2 separate regions of the Mus musculus genome follow, and region 2 is linked to region 1. A link is a contact called in public Hi-C data. All regions are on one chromosome and are shown on one strand. Each heading gives the region's core, a stretch centred on a gene start, on an enhancer-like site or on the middle of the called end of the contact. The rest is flanking DNA. Distances are from core to core; before and after follow the strand shown. Region 1 holds the start of Kcnk15 (potassium channel, subfamily K, member 15). Region 2 overlaps Gm35886 (a long non-coding RNA gene).

Region 1 (3,683 bases), core at 468-2,967:
CATGGTAGCCACTGCTGTACATCCTGAGTCACCCAAGTGGCCAGAAAAGCAAAACAATTCCAGTTTCTATTCAGTTATGATTTGGCTTTGGTTGGTTGGTTTTAGTTTTTTTTTTTGTTGTTGTTGTTGTTGTTTTTGTTTCTTTCTCTAGCTTGGGTTTCAGATCATCAAGGGAAGGAGCCAAACCTGGCTGGTAGGCTGTCCAAAAACACAGGAAAGGGCAGAGGCTTCAGACAAGGCACAATCTCTGCAGGCATGGCAAATAAGAGAGGTCTTGAGGTTGGAACTTGTAGACAAGAGAGGGCAGAAGTGTCGAACGGGAGCTGGCTCTAGACTTGGCAAGTAATAAATTATTACTAACAAACAATACCTGCATAGCCTCTGGCCCCATGCTGGGCCCTCATTCGCCCGGCAAGGCAGAACATTCACATTTTGCCTTTGACAAAAACGTGTGCCAAGAGGGCACAGCCACTTGCCTGAGAAGGCTGGTAGCAGGAGATACTCCGAACTCAGCGTTTGGGGTTGCATGGGTGCTTAAACCCACAGCTTTTGTGCAAGTGCACTCTCCAAGGTGTGGGCTGCTGGTTTGTTCCACTGAGGGAGACTGTAGGCACACCTAGCAACTACAGCTGGAGCCCAGCACCAAGGGGCTAGCTAACAGGTTTGAAGCCCTAGGGAGCCTGCTTCTGCAGGTTCCTCAGGCTTAGGACCTCGGGTCCTGGCCAGATGTGGTTATGGTAACAGCTAGAGTCCAAATGGTATACATAGGGGCTCCTCTGGCTGCCCCAACGTGAGATCAAAGCTTTGTAATTAGTCATTCCCTTAAAAAGTTATTGGACGCCTATTAGACTCTCTGACCACACAGCAGTCAAAAGACAAGGGAGAGTGCTGATATCACGGGGTTAACGGATAACTGTTATCTTATATACAAACAATCTTGTTTTCATAATGTTTTCTGTGGGTCAGGCCCTATGCTAAAACGATCTACACACATTATCTCCTTAATAATAATCTCTATCACAGCTCTGCATTCCTCCCTCCTCCTTGCAAGACATATTAGCAATCCTAGTTTTCAAAGAACACTCAGAGAAGGCTCAGAGAAGTCAAGAAACTTATCTAAGGTCACATAGCTGACACAATGGGACAAGAAAGCCTCACTTCTGTTCACCCCGAGAGCCCAGGGTTTCTAGTATCCACCCTTGTGTGGGTGCCTACAGCCTTGTGTCAGCTAACTGATTGCCCCCATTTTGCTCAGCGAGGCAAATGCGCCTCAGCGTGCTGGCAAGCCCTTTCCAAAGTCAAAGGGGCGGAGGTGGGATCGCACCGGAGGAGAGATCAGGACTGAGTGGGGCAGAGGGGAGGCTCCGGAGGGCTCACCGATGGTGGTGATGACCGTGATGGCGAAGTAGAAGGAGCCTGCGAAGCGCCACTGGCGGCCGGCGCGGTGCGGCTCGGCCTGCAGCGCCAGGCGCTCCAGCTCGCGGTAGTCGTCGGCGGAGAAGCGGTACTTTCTGCGGAACTCGCCCCGCTTCCGAGCCAGCAGCCGCTGCCGGCTGCGCTCCGCCTCGGATTCCAGCGCATCGAAAACAGCGGCACCCACCAGCAGGTAGGACAGGATGCACAGAATGAGCGCCGCCGTGCGCGCGCTCTGCTTCCTCATCGCGGCTCTCCCGCTCCGAGTGCCGGTTTCCGTGCGCCCCGACGGCTCCAGCTCCATCTCCGCCGCGCCCGGCTTACAGCAGGGGGCGGGCTCTGAGCTCTCCCGACGCTCCCCGCCCTAACCCACGCAGGGGCCCGCAGGGACATCTGGAGCAGAGGCCCGGTCCAGGTGTGCACAGCAGCAGCAGCCTCCATCCGTAACTCGCCCTAGCTCTTGGGGGCTCGGGACCCTTTCCTTTCTCCCGTCTATCATTTAGCAAATATTCACCAAGCGCCCTCTGGTGCCCACCCTTCTCCGTGGGAGTAGAACGGGTATGCCGGCAAGCAGGGATGGATGACAAATGGACAAAACGATGAAGTAAGACAGGTGTGATGAAGGAGGAAAACGCTTGGGGAGGTGCGTGCCAAGTCATCCAGGAGTGACCAGGGAGAGAAAATCCAGGCCACACACGTAGGTCCCTCGCTAGAGCAGAAGGGAGGTGACTTGGTGACAGGGAACAGCAAAGAAGCTGGTGTGACTGGAGCCAAGAGAATTAGGATGCAGGCTGGAGAGACAGACAGGAGGGCCAGAGAGAAGTGACTTCTACAAATTCATTTTTTGTTATTTAATTTTTATTTTATATTTGCCTGCATGTATGTCTGTGTACCACTTTTACAGTGCCCATGGAGGCCAGAAGAGGGTGTAGGATCTCCTGGAACTGGAGTTACAGCCGCTTATGAACCACCATGTGGGTGCTGGAAATCAAACCCCAGGTACTATGATCTTAACCACTGAGCCACCTTGCCAGATCCCAGGCTGGTTTTTCAGGACAGTCGAAACCTTTTTTTCTTTTCTTTTCTTTTCTTTTCTTTTCTTTTCTTTTCTTTTCTTTTCTTTTCTTTTCTTTTCTCTTCTCTTCTCTTCTCTTCTCTTCTCTTCTCTTCTCTTCTCTTCTCTTCTCTTCTTCCCTTCCCTTCCCTTCCCTTCCCTTCCCTTCCCTTCCCTTCCCTTCCCTTCTCTTCTCTTCTCTTCTCTTTTCATCTCTTCTCTTCTCTTCTCTTCTCTTCTCTTTTCTTTTCTTTTCTTTTCTTTTCTTTTCTTTTCTTTTCAAAGGCATCAGAGCCAGGCATGGCGGTCCACACTTATAATCTCAGTGCTTGGGAGGTGGAGGCAGGGAAGACTAGAAGTTCAAACCCAGACTAGGCTAAATGACATCATGTCTTACCACCACACCTTGGAAAAAAAAACAAGGGGCTGCCACATGGAAGAGAAAAGGTGGCTGAGTGGAGACCAGCCAGGGGAATGGTGTCAGTCAGGTATGGGCTCGGGGGGCTAGCCTTCAATAACAGATGAAGAGAAGCAGATGACTCTGGGATATGTTAGACAGCTGGGAATACAGCAAGCCTTGATGCTTAAGGTCCCTGGCATCAAGACACTTCACCAACCCAAGCTTCAGTCAGTGGATTCTTGCAGAACTGACACTCGAAACTCCCAGGCCTGATCTCTAAAGTCCCGCCCCCCCCATGCCACACCCTTTCCCTTGCCTGCAGACTGAACAGACGTAACACCACAAAAGAGCATAGCAAAGCTGTCTGCTATCAGGACCGCCTGTTCTGAACATCTGATCCATATGTCAGGATCTGAGACTCGGAGGCCAATCTGTCACCGAGGCTGATACACCCTGATTCGTGGGTCAGGAGTTACTGGTGGATTTGGGTATGGAGATACAGGGATGGACTCTGGATGAGCCCAGGGAATGACGGGAGCTGCGAGGTGTTTGGGAAGCCTTCCATTGACCCCACTTTTGAAGGAGCAAGTAACCCACTACTGTCTCCATTCTCCAAATGTAGGACTTTTTAAGAGTCCTACCTATGGTCCTGTAGAAAGACATCTGGCGCAGTGCCAGTTCCCCTGGCCTGAAGCTGTAGGCAACAGCTGACCTTCCCAGGTGTCTACTCCAGCGAGGCATGCATTTCTCTCATCCTGACTACTGAGGCCAATCCCCATAGCCGTTCACCCTTGCTTGCCCTGCCCACCCTCAACG
Region 2 (3,768 bases), core at 153-2,652, 79 kb before region 1:
ATATTTCTTATCGAAGGTCACGATGCAAACTTTAATAAAATACTTTGAAAATGACTGCTATACTTACCCCTCAACAATTCTATTTCTGTATAGAAACTCTAGCAAAGTTAAAGATACATAGTTCCAGGACTGCCAGGGTTGTATAGAAAGACACTGTCTTAAACAAACTAACAAGGATACAGGAATGAAGATGTTCAAAATAGTATTGTTTGTGACTGCAAAGTGCTGACAACATATTATACCAGTCTGAAAATAACTTTCTGCAATGAAGAAAAGGCTAAATAGCAGTTAAAACTAATACATTAGAATTATGTAAATTAGTATAGATCTCAAAATGGTATTGATTGAACAAAAGACAGCAGAATATGGTGCAATAGCCTATGTGGCGTTTGAAAACTGCCCTTTTCAGTGCCTGCAAGATGGGTTAGCAACTGGTAAGGCTGCTCTGCAAGTGTGAGGACCTGAGTTCCATTCCTGTGCCTTCATGAAAACAGCATCGTGTGACAGTGTGTGCCTGTGATCCTGACACTGGGGTGGCAGAGACAGGACGATCCTGGGGTTCACTTGCCATCTCTAGTTGAAACAGCTAGCCCCTAGTGCTGTGGAGACTGTTTCAAATGTAAGGTGGAGAGCTGGCAAGACGGCTCAATGGGTAAGGGCACTTGTAGCCCAAGCCTGGTGATCCAAGTTTGATTCCTGGGAATCTGCATAGTAGAAGGAGAGAACTGATTCCCACAACTTGTCCTCTGGTCCCCACGTGTGCTGTGGCACACACACACCTGCACCCACAGAAACAATTCATATGCGAGAGATAAACAAATGTAAATTTTTCAAAAACTAAAAAGTAAGCAATTGAAGAAGCCACTCAGCCAGGACCTCTGGCCTCCACACGCACACAACACATGTACACACATACTCACACACGCACACACACACACACCACACACACATACACACATATGCACACACACACACACACACCACACACACACGCACACACACACACACACACCACACCACACCACACCACACACACTCACACATGCACACACCACACACCACACACCACACACACACACCACATACCACACACACCACACACACACACACCACACACACACACACACACACACACACACACACACACACGCACGCACATGTCGTTTGCAGATACACCTATGCAAATGTTTTAGATCGGATTATCTAAGTCAGTGCATTTAATAGACCAAGAACGTGTGGGTGTCTCTTAGTGGTGGGGAATGAGCAGTAGCAAATCATGGGGGTTACTGATGATAGACAAGAAAATAAATCACAAAGAAAACTGCTGGCTTCTGAGAGTGAGTGTGAGGAATAAGTCATCTGCTCCTGGGGAGAGGGAAGGTCGCTTCACACTCACAGGGGAAATGCGTCATTACTTATGAAAAGCCTTCAGTTCACGCATCCTGTTGACCCCGCGGCTGCTCTGATAGTGTGTGCAGCACCTTTGTAGTAAGAGAGTTTAAAAAACGTTCTCAGGAGAGCAAGAGACTGGAAATAACTTAAGTATCCAACAGTAACTGGTTAGCCAAGTAACATGAAATTATTCTGTAATTTAAAACAGTGGCAGGGAGGTGTATTTGCTGTGGGGAAGGTGGGTGGTGAAAAAAAGACAAAATGTGGTCACGAGACCCCAGGAGGATGCTGCTATTCCGTGTGTCCTTGGGTGATGGATGGACAAAAGGGAAGGAAAGGGTGGGTAAAGACAGCGGAGAAATGGGACACTTCCCGCAGTGTTCTCTGGGTAACATGATGAAAACAACTTTCTTTCTTTCTTTCTCTCTTTCTTTTTCTCTTTCTTTCTTTCTTTCTTTCTTTCTTCCTTCCTTCCTTCCTTCCTTCCTTTGATGAAACAACTTTCTTTCTTTCTCTCTTTCTTTTTCTCTTTCTTTCTTTCTTTCTTTCTTTCTTTCTTTCTTTCTCTCTTTCTCTCTCTTTCTTTCTTTGAATTTTCAGTTTTTATTTATTTTTAAAACATTTTATTGGTTATTTTGTTTATTTACATTTCCAAAGTTATCCCCCTTTCCCAGTTTCCTCTCCAAGAACCTCCCCATTCCAACTCCCCCCTCCCCCTACCTTCACAAGGGTGCTCCCCCACCCACACACCCACTCCCACCCCCCACCCAAGCATTCCCTTACACTGGGGAATTGAGCCTCCCAGGACCAAGGACCTCCCTCCCATTGATGCCTGATAAGGCCATCTTCTGCTACATAGGCAGCTGGAGCCATAGGTCCTTCCATGTGTATTCTTTGGTTGGTGGTTTAGTCCCTGGGAGCTCTGGGGGGATGAGTATGGTTGGTTGATATTGTTTTTCCTATGGGGTTGCAAACTCCTTCAGCTCCTTCAGTCCTTCCCCTAACTCCACCATTGGGGTCTCCCTGCTCAGTCCAATGGTTGACTGCAAGCGTCCGCATCAGTATCTCAGTATCAGTAAGGTTCTGGTTGAGCCTCTCAGAAGATATCCATACCAGGCTTCTGTCAGCAAGCACTTCTTAACATCAGCAACAGTGTCTGGGTTTGGTGGCTGCATATGGGGCAGTCTCTGGATGGCCTTTCCTTCAGTCTCTGCTTCACTCTTTGTCCCCAAATTTCCTTTAGACAGGAGCAATTCTGGGTTAAAAATTTGAGAAGGGTGAGTGGCCTCATCCCTTAACCAGGGGCTGTGCATAATCTCTGGATATGGCCTCTACAGGTTCTTCCTTCCGTTTGTTGGGTATTTCAGCTAGTCATCTCTGTTGGGTCCTGGGAGCCTCTTGCTTTCCTGGTGTCTGGAACTTTCTGTTGCTATCCCCAGTTCCCCATCCCCCATTGCTACACGCCTCTGTTTAATTTCCTGGCCCTCTGTACATCTCCCCTGTCTCCTTCCACACCTGATCCTGTCCCGCTTTTTTCCTCTTCCCCTCCTTTCTTCCTCCCAAGTCCCACACACCCTCTACTTCCATGATTACTTTATTCCCCCTTCTGAGAAGGACTGAGGCATCCACACTTTGGTCTTCCTTCTTCTTGAGCATCGTATGGTCTGTGAGGTGTATTGTGAGCACTCCATGCATTTTTCCTAATATCCACTTATCAGTGAGTACACACCATGTGCGTTCTTTTGTGGCTGGGTTACTGTACTCAGGATGATATTTTCTAGTTCCATCCACTTGCTTGCAAATTTCATGAAGTCATTATTTTTAGTGGCTGAGTAATACTCCATTGTGTAAATGTACCACATTTTCTGTATCCATTCCTCTGTTGAGGGACATCTGGGTTGTTTCCAGTTTCTGGCTATTATAAATAAGGCTGCTATGCACATAGTGGAGCATGTGTCTTTGTTATATGTTAGAGCATCTTTGGGGTATATGTCCAGGAGTGATATAACTGGGTTCTCAGGTATTATGTCCAATTTTCTCAGGAACCACCAGACTGATTTCCAGAGTGGTTTAGCTTTTAATTCCACCATCAATGGAGGAGTGTTCCTCTTTCTCCACATCCTCGCCAGTATCTGCTGTCACCTGGGCTTTTTATCTTAGCCATTCTGACTGGTGAGAAGTGGAATCTCAGGGTTGTTTTGATTTGCATTTCCCTGATGACTAGGGATGTTGAACAATTCTCTAAGTGCTTCTCAGTGAGTCAAGATTTCTCAGTTGAGAATTCTCTGTTTAGCTCTGTACCCCATTTTTGATAGGATTATTTGGTTCTCTGGAGTCTAACTTCTTGAGTTCTTTGTATATATTGGATATTAGCCC

Evidence for each region. A called contact is a pair of places that touch in the nucleus more often than the background predicts.
Region 2: a contact with region 1 is called in a Hi-C map of CD8 T cells, with 1.9 times the contacts expected there. The contact joins the enhancer-like site here to the promoter of Kcnk15 in region 1. A contact is called at or near these places in 20 of 39 promoter capture datasets (the 3T3-L1 cell line, 3T3-L1-derived adipocytes, the C10 cell line and 12 more), 2 of 15 datasets of contacts at CTCF or cohesin (pro-B cells and stem cell-derived epiblast-like cells), 49 of 484 Hi-C or Micro-C datasets (8-cell embryo, CD8 T cells, the G1E-ER4 cell line and 33 more), 13 of 115 datasets of contacts at active chromatin or transcription factors (PVALB interneurons, embryonic basal ganglia, embryonic forebrain and 7 more) and 3 of 9 other capture datasets (adipose tissue, embryonic stem cells and pancreatic islet).

Annotation. Positions count from the first base shown.
Region 1 is chr2:163,851,784-163,855,466 of GRCm38.p6, reverse strand. Kcnk15 (potassium channel, subfamily K, member 15) reads right to left here and starts at 1,717. Exons shown (of 2, transcript NM_001030292.1): 1 at 1,378-1,717. The coding sequence starts at 1,717.
Region 2 is chr2:163,930,010-163,933,777 of GRCm38.p6, reverse strand. The region is part of intron 1 of Gm35886 (a long non-coding RNA gene); the gene reads right to left. Among named protein-coding and RNA genes, the nearest start is that of Gm35886, 13 kb to the right of the region's middle. Within about 2 kb of position 1,402, at least 7 of the 459 cell types and tissues checked have an H3K27ac peak or open chromatin away from gene starts, as enhancers often do. A contact at or near this core is called in CD8 T cells and the P5424 cell line, where this site is marked.